Regions from separate parts of the Rattus norvegicus genome. Here regions 1 and 2 are each linked to region 3. A link is a contact called in public Hi-C data. All regions are on one chromosome and are shown on one strand. Each heading gives the region's core, a stretch centred on a gene start, on an enhancer-like site or on the middle of the called end of the contact. The rest is flanking DNA. Distances are from core to core; before and after follow the strand shown. Region 1 overlaps Ppp2r2a (protein phosphatase 2, regulatory subunit B, alpha). Region 2 holds the start of Bnip3l (BCL2 interacting protein 3 like). Region 3 has its middle 49 kb from the start of Ebf2.

Region 1 (2,700 bases), core at 66-2,565, 140 kb before region 3:
ATCTGCACATCTCTCCCTGGGTATTTGAGCAAAATGTTGTATCGGCAGCTAGACAGATTTGGCAGTAGTTTACAGAGGGCACTTAAAGTCATGTGACACTTCAAGGTGATTTTCTTGTGGGATAGGCAAAGAAAACCAGGATTGTGGGTTAAGAGCCTTAAGGCTCTCCTATCCTTGGCAGCTGAGCAGGAACCACATGAAGAGATGACTGGACAAGGGGGCTGCTGGTAAGGTGGAATGTTTTTCCACAAGCTAAGCAGACAGTGTTTTGGAAAAGCAGTAGTGATAAGCTACATTTAAAAGAACTTAGAAAGATATGAGCAATGGGGCCTTAATTTTAGACTTGGTAACATGGAGATTTTCTGTGTAACACCACTGGATTAGTATCTTCAAAATAAAAACTATTGTTTCCTGTGGCCTTATTTTTTTGGTTGTTAGATGAGAGGATGCTCCCTCCAGAGGAAAATTATGTAGGTATCAACTACAGACTCACTCCCATGTCTGCTGTCAGGCATCAGTTTTCCTGGATGCTTACCTGAGATAGCAGTTCTCTGCCACATGGATTCAAGCAAAGTTCACAATCATGGTAGCAGGTCAGGAAAATGAAAGGGAGCAGCCTAAACCCTTTGGGTTGCCTCATCTGTAAGTGTATGTCATCACTTCCATCATGCTTGTAAGAGCCAGTTGCTAGGCCTGTCATATTCAAGTGAGAAACTTACAAAAAGACCAGAACACCAGAGGGCAGTACCCATTGGAGGCATCTTAGAGGATGCCTACTACAGCTCCTTGGTCAGCATACAAAAACAGTTAAGAACTTCATGGCCAGGTAGCAACGCTACAACTTAAAGAGGGAACTGCCTAGAGCAGTTAAGTTTCATCTTTGAGCTTCAAGGTTAAGTAAGATTCTCTCCTCCAGCCCTAGCTGCCTCCCTGCCTCCCCGACCCCCAGTGTGCCCAGGTTTGTGTATGTGTTGCCGCTGTTTAAGAGCACCTAACACAGGTCCTCCCCAGACCTATGAGGCAGACATTCTACCATTTAGTTACAGTCCCAGATCTCAGGCTATTTGATTTTTAATCCCTGTTTCAAAATACAAAATACTCATTAATCTAGCCATTATCCTATAGTCCACTGTCATTTCTACTCAGGCCAATGAATACAGGTCCCTTCTCTTACTCTCCAGGGGGTTCTCAACCCTGTAAACAAACACTAAAACAGTCAGCAATGTCATTTTTTCCAGCTACTAGTTTGTACCTGCCAAGTGCTTCTCACAGCTTAGTTAGGGCACTCTTCCAGGGTTTCCAAGGATACTGAACTCTCCCTATTATGCTTGTTGGACATTTCAGAATGTCTGTTTGTTTTAACACATGGGTTTAGATCACAATTCACTACCACAAGTCAATTCTGCTATTGCTTAAATAAGGTACTTTGCACGTTCTTTCAAAGCCTGTTTTGATAAAAAGTGATAGGAAATGTGTATTAGTTTTTCTACCTAATTAGTCTAATTCTACTTTTGAAGAAAACAATGTTTTCACCTATATCAGTAATTCCCAGGGTATTTTCTTCTATGGTAATTTTACTAACTGCTGAATTCTAAAACTTCAGTGTCAACAAAGTCAATTCAAAACACTAGTTTAGGCCAGGTGTGGTAACATACATGTATAACCCTACTATCATTGGTCTAAGGGAAGAGAATTACAAGTCACAAGCAGCCTAGACCACATAAACTGTCACAAAAACTCCACAAAGCAATTTAAACTTAGCAATACGTTTAAATAGTAATAAACTATTTCCTGAGACAGAGTTTTAGTATATAGCCCTGGCTGGCCTGGTAGTCAACTAATTTATCATATAACCAACAGTAGCCTTGAACTTTGCAGCAATCCTACTGCACTACAATCTCCACTTCTTAGCAGCTTTATTGCTGTTTTTTTAATTTTAAAAAGTTTGTGAGCCAGAGCTACAGAGAAACCCTGTCTGTGTATGTGTTGCCTACATGTATGTCTGTATACTGCATGTATGGAGTTACATGGAGGCCAGAAGGGAGTCAGATCCCTGGGACTGGAGTTAGATTGTCGCATGCTGCACTGCTGGTAACTGGTGAGAATCCAACACTGGTCCATGCTCGGAACCACTCTAGCCCCTGTAACTGAATTCTAACATTGCAAATTACAAAACTCAGTAAGCTCAGTTACTCTTCAACAGTAACTATAGTCACAAAGGGAGGCAGAGATAGGCAGAACTACTCAGCAGGGTGCATAGTCATCACTGCTGAGCAGAGGTCCCCACAACACCACGCTGTGATAGGTGTACCTAGTGCTGTGCAATGTGTAAATACTTGAGAGCAAATCTTAAATTACCAAGTGTATTCTAGCTCACAAAACAAAATATTTAGTTAGGGTTAAATAACTAAAAAGCTTCCCTACAGAATATACAAGTCCTTTACCTCAGGCCTCACCTTCCTAAAGATAGCCATTACCAAAGATGCAGATTCTATGTTTACGGTCTAACAAAAGACAGTATAGGGCTCCTTTAGGCATTTCTACAAAAGATACAAATACAGACAAGGAAGGTAAAGGCAGAACCCTGTGGAGCTGGATCTCACTGGAAGTAACAGAATAAACTGCTATCTTAAGTTCTGTGACGAGCACTCAGTTTCCTGGGAAAAGAAGGTAGAGGAGCGGAGAATAATGAGCGCCTAT
Region 2 (2,700 bases), core at 141-2,640, 190 kb before region 3:
AGGGGCAATGTGTCTTAAAATACCCAAATTGTTACTTAAAATACCCGAATTGTTACTTATTTTTTTGGTTTTGTTATTTTCTGACACAGTCTGTCTCTGGGGCCCAGGCTTACTCCACTTCCCTAGAGCTGGAATGGCGGCCAAGAGCCACCACACCCGGTTACAATACCAAATGCTCTTGCAGCCATCCTCTAGGCTCAGTAACAGGTCTTCACTAAGTCGTTTTTGGCCACCCTGGAAGCAACCCCTCTTATGAAAGACACTGCCTGACCTTTAAGCATGCAAATGGCTTTTAAAGAACTTTATCTGGCCCTGTGTCGACTACCACCACCCACTACCTCTTTCATTAAGATATGAAATCCAAACAGAAAGATTGGGCAAGAAGGCAGGGTGATCTCACAACAGTGGACACTCTGGGGACAAGATGTCTGTTTGACTGCAACTCTATCCTTACCATCAACTTTCAATTGCCAATACCTGTGCCCTGTGTCTGTTGTGCTATTTACTGTATTTTCTGAAGTCCACTGCAGATTTGGTCGAAAGGGATGTGATCTCAGGGCATGTGCTGGACACTCAATCCATTTAACATAAGAAACAGCACGTTTAAAGACACTAGTATGTTAGCCGCCTGTCACCCCAGAACTTGGCAAAGTGGAAAGCAGGTAGGATCAGGTCAGACTCAGCAACACAAGTGCAAGCCCTGCCTGGGCTACATAAGACAAAAAAAGAAAAAGCAGTAAAATATGAGTTCAAGGTTAACAGCAACAAAAAACTCACATGAGGAACTTGGGAATTTTTCAGACAAAAAAAAAAAAAAGAAAAAGAAAGAAAGAAAAGAAAAAGGTAAATGTCAGAGGCGGAGCAAGCACCCTGAAAGAAACTCCGATGACCCCTGGACTGGAGTGCGGTAGGAGGCAAGCCCAGCACGCACACCTGCGGGGCGGCACGTCCACCCGCCACGCCCGGCCAGTCGCATCCATCTCCGGGTGTCCCCGCCGCACGTCCCATGCCCCCCTCGGCTGGCCAGCTCCAGCTTGCCGCCCACAGCTGCGTGCGCCGCCGGCTCCAGACGCCCACCGCGACCCTAAACCTCTGTGCCCAGAGCGCAGGCCAAGAGCCAGCCCCGAGCGCCTGCTCCTGACCGGAGGGCGTCGCTGTCACTCACATGCCGCAACCTCGACCCAAACCAATGAGCTGCCGTCTGCTCCCGCCCCCCTTTTCCCCCCACCGCACGGCGGCAGCGGCTCCTCCCCCATCCCTCCGCTGAGCCCGGCGGCCCCGTGCTCACTGTTGAGGCCAGCGGGCGGCGGCAGGGACTGCTCCCCTTCCTCGCAGTTGTTGTTGTTGTTGTGCAGGGGCGGCGGCGGCTCGACTAAGTGAGACATGGTCGGGAGGCTGGAAGCGGCACGGCCGCAGGACGACAGTATCCGGCTCTCGGGCAGCAACACAACAAGTCGAGTCCCCCCGCCCCCTTTTCTGCGCCTGCGCACTCCCTCCCAGCGTGACGTCAGAACCTTCCCGGGCCACGTGATGACAACACAGGCAGCCGGACTATAGGGTCTGAGCGGGGGTGAGGGGGCGTGACCAGGCCGAGTTGAGGCGGGGCATTCGCCAGCTCCTCCGGACTTGCGGGTGCGGAAGTCGCGCTGACTCGGGCGCCAGGAACGAATTCCTGCGAGTCAGTCGCAATAGCCGGAAGGGCTGAGCTAGGAAGTTGACACTGGATTGAGAATGGGAAGGAGTGTGCAGCCCGGAAGCTCCGGGCGTGAATGGAACCCCTCCCACGCCTGCAACATCCACGTAAGGACTCACCCCAGGCTTTAAAGAAGCAGAAAACCCCAGTTCCTCCCCTGGTGAAACATCCATTTGTGCCTCCCACAGGATACCGTGTGAGGTACCTTGGAGCTAATCACATTGTTGGAATTTCTAATATTTTAATTACAAAAGTAACACGCAATCACTGTTAAAAAAAAAATCAATGGCTGGGCGTGGTGCATACCTGTCATCTCAGCCCTTCCAGAGACTGAAGCAGGAGGATCCCTAGTTCCCTGTTATCCTGTGAGCCCTTGCCTTAAAAAACAAATTAAAAGGGGAAAAAATAACCCACACAGATTTACCCAAACCCTGGTTGTTACCTGTCTCTGTTAATGCCCTACCTCCTGTACGTTGCTGACTCTGTTACTTAATTCCTAAATACTCCTACATTGTATCTTTGTCAAGTTTTCTCCACCTGATTTTCGTACAGAGAATGTTTTTCTTTTAACTTTGTTTCAATCTGTAGATGTTGAATTTTCATGTAATTGTCTTTTTAAAAAATATGGTCTGAGATACCCACACACCAAAATATTAAATCTAGGACTAGCCAGTGAGATAGTTCTGCCGGTAAAGGTGCTTGTTAAGTAAATCTAGAGACTGAGTTCGTTCATTCCCCAGAACTCATGGTATACCGAGAGCTAACAAAGTTGCCTTCTGACCTCCACAAATGCACCTTGGCATGCACTTGCCCCCTATAAATCATAAATACATGCACACACAATGATTTGAGATTTATAATTTTAACTTTTATTTCTGTGCATGTGTGTGCTGGTGTCCAAGGGCCTTCTGAGGCCAGAAATATCAGATAGCTCTGATACTGGACTTCCTGGAAATTATGAGCCATCTGACTTGGGTTCTGAAAATCAGGTCCTCTACAAGAGCAGC
Region 3 (2,700 bases), core at 63-2,562:
CCATTACTTAATGCTCCCCTTTGGTCTTTCAGTTCTCTGAGCCTGATAATCAGTTCTCCTCCTGGAAATTCAATCGGTGTCTTCAAAAAGAACACATTCACTGTGGACACATGACCAGGTGTCTCACCTTCCTGGGGCTGTGTCTTCCCCACTGTGCTTGACCTCCTCTTAAACCGTGAACCAAATGAGGTTGCCTTTGGAAGGGATTTGCTCAGAGTGGTTCTGCTGCATTCCAGGCAGGTGACTCGAGGCTTCTATTTCCTTATCTATAAAATGGGCATAACAAGGGCACCTGCCTGGCCAGGTGTGGTCCAGATCCAGTGAGATGCTGTGAAAGTATATGGAGGTGGATGGGTGGTGGTGGTGCAGTTTCCCTGGTTATTCGTGCAGAGGACTCACCATCATATTGATTACAGTACAGAAAGGGCTCAGGTTGCATGGACTGCATAGACTTGGCTCCTGCCACCCAGAATCTAATACATGGCACGGAGACGCCTGGCAGCTGCCAGGTCTCCGAAAAGCAGAGTCCTGCAAGTGCTGGAAGGGACGGTTGAATGGTTCACCAAAAGACACTGGCATCAGGTGGCCTTTTGCCTCCACCTCCGAAGAGGTAGAAAAGGTGACACTAGAGGCTTTTGGTCCCGGCGTGTGTGTGTGTGTGTGTGTGTGTGTGTGTGTGTGTGTGTGTGTGTCCGCGATGTGAGCACAGAGCCTCGGGAGGTAAACAACCCAGATCCACCGGCCTGTCAGCCAATCCCATTTTCCTAACAGTGCCAGCTTTAGAATCACAAACGCTGCAACCAGGACCTTCGAGCGTCCTGTGGAAGCCACTGTTCCCAAGCTCTTAAACCCTTGAGATGGCCGGCTTAAATGCTTCGATATCCATCAGGTGCTAGGAAGGAGGGAGAGGGCTGTGCAGTGATTGGCTAGGAGGTGGGCGGAGCCACTGCGTGACTGTGTTCCTCCTCCAGTAGAAGTCCCAGCTAACCGCAGGGAGGAGGAGGGGAGGGACTGCCGCAGCCCCACTGGGCAGGCTGCCTAGGGACACTTAGAAGATTGCAAGAGATTTTTAATTTCTTGCCTAGGAGTCTGTGACAGGGTCCTGACTTATCTTACTGATTTCTGTTTGAGCTGTCTGAACCTTCCAATGCCACCGCCCCACCTGTCATAGGTCGTTAAAGTTAAATGAAAAAAAAAAAGAATTAGCTAATTATTCGATAAATGAAGCTGTTGCTTGCAGGTCACAGTCGGCGATCCTGCTGTGTCATCCGTGGAGGGCTGAGTCAGCCCTGCCTCAAACCTGAACCCAGAGGACCGGGATCTGTACGAGGCTCTCTAGCTCCACCGTCTGGCAGGGGAACGCAATGAGCTTTGCAGGCGTGAACTGGAGACTGTTAAGGATAAAAACTGGACTAAACCTCACCGGCTAGTTCACCCGTTCCTTTCCCTTTAACTCCCTATCCTTCAGCTAGATCCGTTTACCAGAAATCTGGATTTCTGCTGGTTCCTTTACGGAGCCCTCTGCCCCCATGCTCCCCGAGGGCTTCAGGCACGCCCTTGGCCAGAACCCAGGCGCCGCCTAGGCTCTCTCTCTTCACTTCCTGCCTCCTAACTCTCAAGAGGGGCGGAGCTGTTTTCTTGAACCTGGGCATTTTTGTAATAAAGGGAGCCTTACTTGCATTTAGTGGCGCTGACCCGCCATACTGGACATCCTGTAGGATAGTCCCGGACCATAAAGAATTGTCCTGGGAAGTTATCAGATATCCCGCTGGTGAATCATGTAGGTGAATGCCATGCATTAATTTTCAGAGCTAGGACCAGCTCTATTCTACTTATAAACATACAAAAATTCTGCAAGTCCCTCCTTTCTCTCTCTCCCACCGTCCTTTACTTCATTTCTTCCCACCATCCCCACCCCTCCTTTTTTTTTCTGTGACAGACTCTTACTTTGTATAGTCCAGAGTTAGAACCGGCTCCATTTTATTTCCAAACGAGTTTTGTTTTGTTTTGTTTTTTTTTTGTTTTGTTTTTTTTTTTTTTTGGCAAGGTCCTTCCTTCCTTCCTTCCTTCCTTCCTTCCTTCCTTCCTTCCTTCCCTTAGTCTCTTGCTATGGGGCCCATGCTGACCTGAAATTTGTAATCCTCCTGCCTCAGTCCTTTCACAAGAACTGGTATTGCATTCACCACCGTGGCCAGGTGAAGCTTTTATTACAACAAATCCATTTAGCCATTTCGAAGTGAACGAGATCAGTGGCTGGCTTGCTTTAATTGCATTCAGAATGTTACCCAACCGTCGTTACTGTTCACTTCCAAATCTTTTCCATGACTCCAGACAGGGATGGTGCAGCCAATGATCAGGAACTCCCATCATGCCCCCTGTAGCCCAGTTTCCTCTGATCTACTTTCAGTCTCTGTGAGCTTGTGGGTTCTAGGTTCTTGAGGTGAGTGCATGCAGATAGTGTTTGGCCTTTTTTTTGTTGACAGCTTATAGGAAAGTTGCCACCACTGCAGCTCCGTGCCTGCTGCTTGAGTCATAGTGAAATATAAACACCTCAGTCTGCGCTTATAACTATCTCAAGCAACAGGGCTGCTTGAGTCTGACATAGGGTGTTTTGTAATATAACTGTCTGAATATTCACATTCTGAGTATGTATTATTTTGTATATTTTTAAAGATTTCTTTATTTTTATTTATATGAGTA

The links. Hi-C and Micro-C count contacts between places; a contact is called where the count stands out from the background.
Region 1: a Hi-C map of liver shows a contact between it and region 3, with 5 times the contacts expected there. The contact joins two enhancer-like sites. A contact is called at or near these places in 11 of 12 Hi-C or Micro-C datasets (the A7r5 cell line, the Rat2 cell line, Schwann cells and 6 more) and 1 of 1 datasets of contacts at active chromatin or transcription factors (oligodendrocytes).
Region 2: a contact with region 3 is called in a Hi-C map of hepatocytes, with 1.7 times the contacts expected there. The contact joins the promoter of Bnip3l here to the enhancer-like site in region 3. A contact is called at or near these places in 2 of 12 Hi-C or Micro-C datasets (hepatocytes and mammary epithelial cells).

The regions. Positions count from the first base shown.
Region 1 is chr15:45,417,041-45,419,740 of GRCr8, forward strand. All of the region lies in intron 2 of Ppp2r2a (protein phosphatase 2, regulatory subunit B, alpha), which reads right to left. Among named protein-coding and RNA genes, the nearest start is that of Ppp2r2a, 21 kb to the right of the region's middle. Within about 2 kb of position 1,316, at least 20 of the 93 cell types and tissues checked have an H3K27ac peak or open chromatin away from gene starts, as enhancers often do. A contact at or near this core is called in hepatocytes and liver, where this site is marked.
Region 2 is chr15:45,371,823-45,374,522 of GRCr8, forward strand. It overlaps Bnip3l (BCL2 interacting protein 3 like), which reads right to left and starts at 1,391. Exons shown (of 6, transcript NM_080888.2): 1 at 1,289-1,391. The coding sequence starts at 1,385.
Region 3 is chr15:45,560,124-45,562,823 of GRCr8, forward strand. No RefSeq gene overlaps it. Among named protein-coding and RNA genes, the nearest start is that of Ebf2, 49 kb to the right of the region's middle. Within about 2 kb of position 1,313, at least 91 of the 93 cell types and tissues checked have an H3K27ac peak or open chromatin away from gene starts, as enhancers often do. A contact at or near this core is called in hepatocytes and liver, where this site is marked.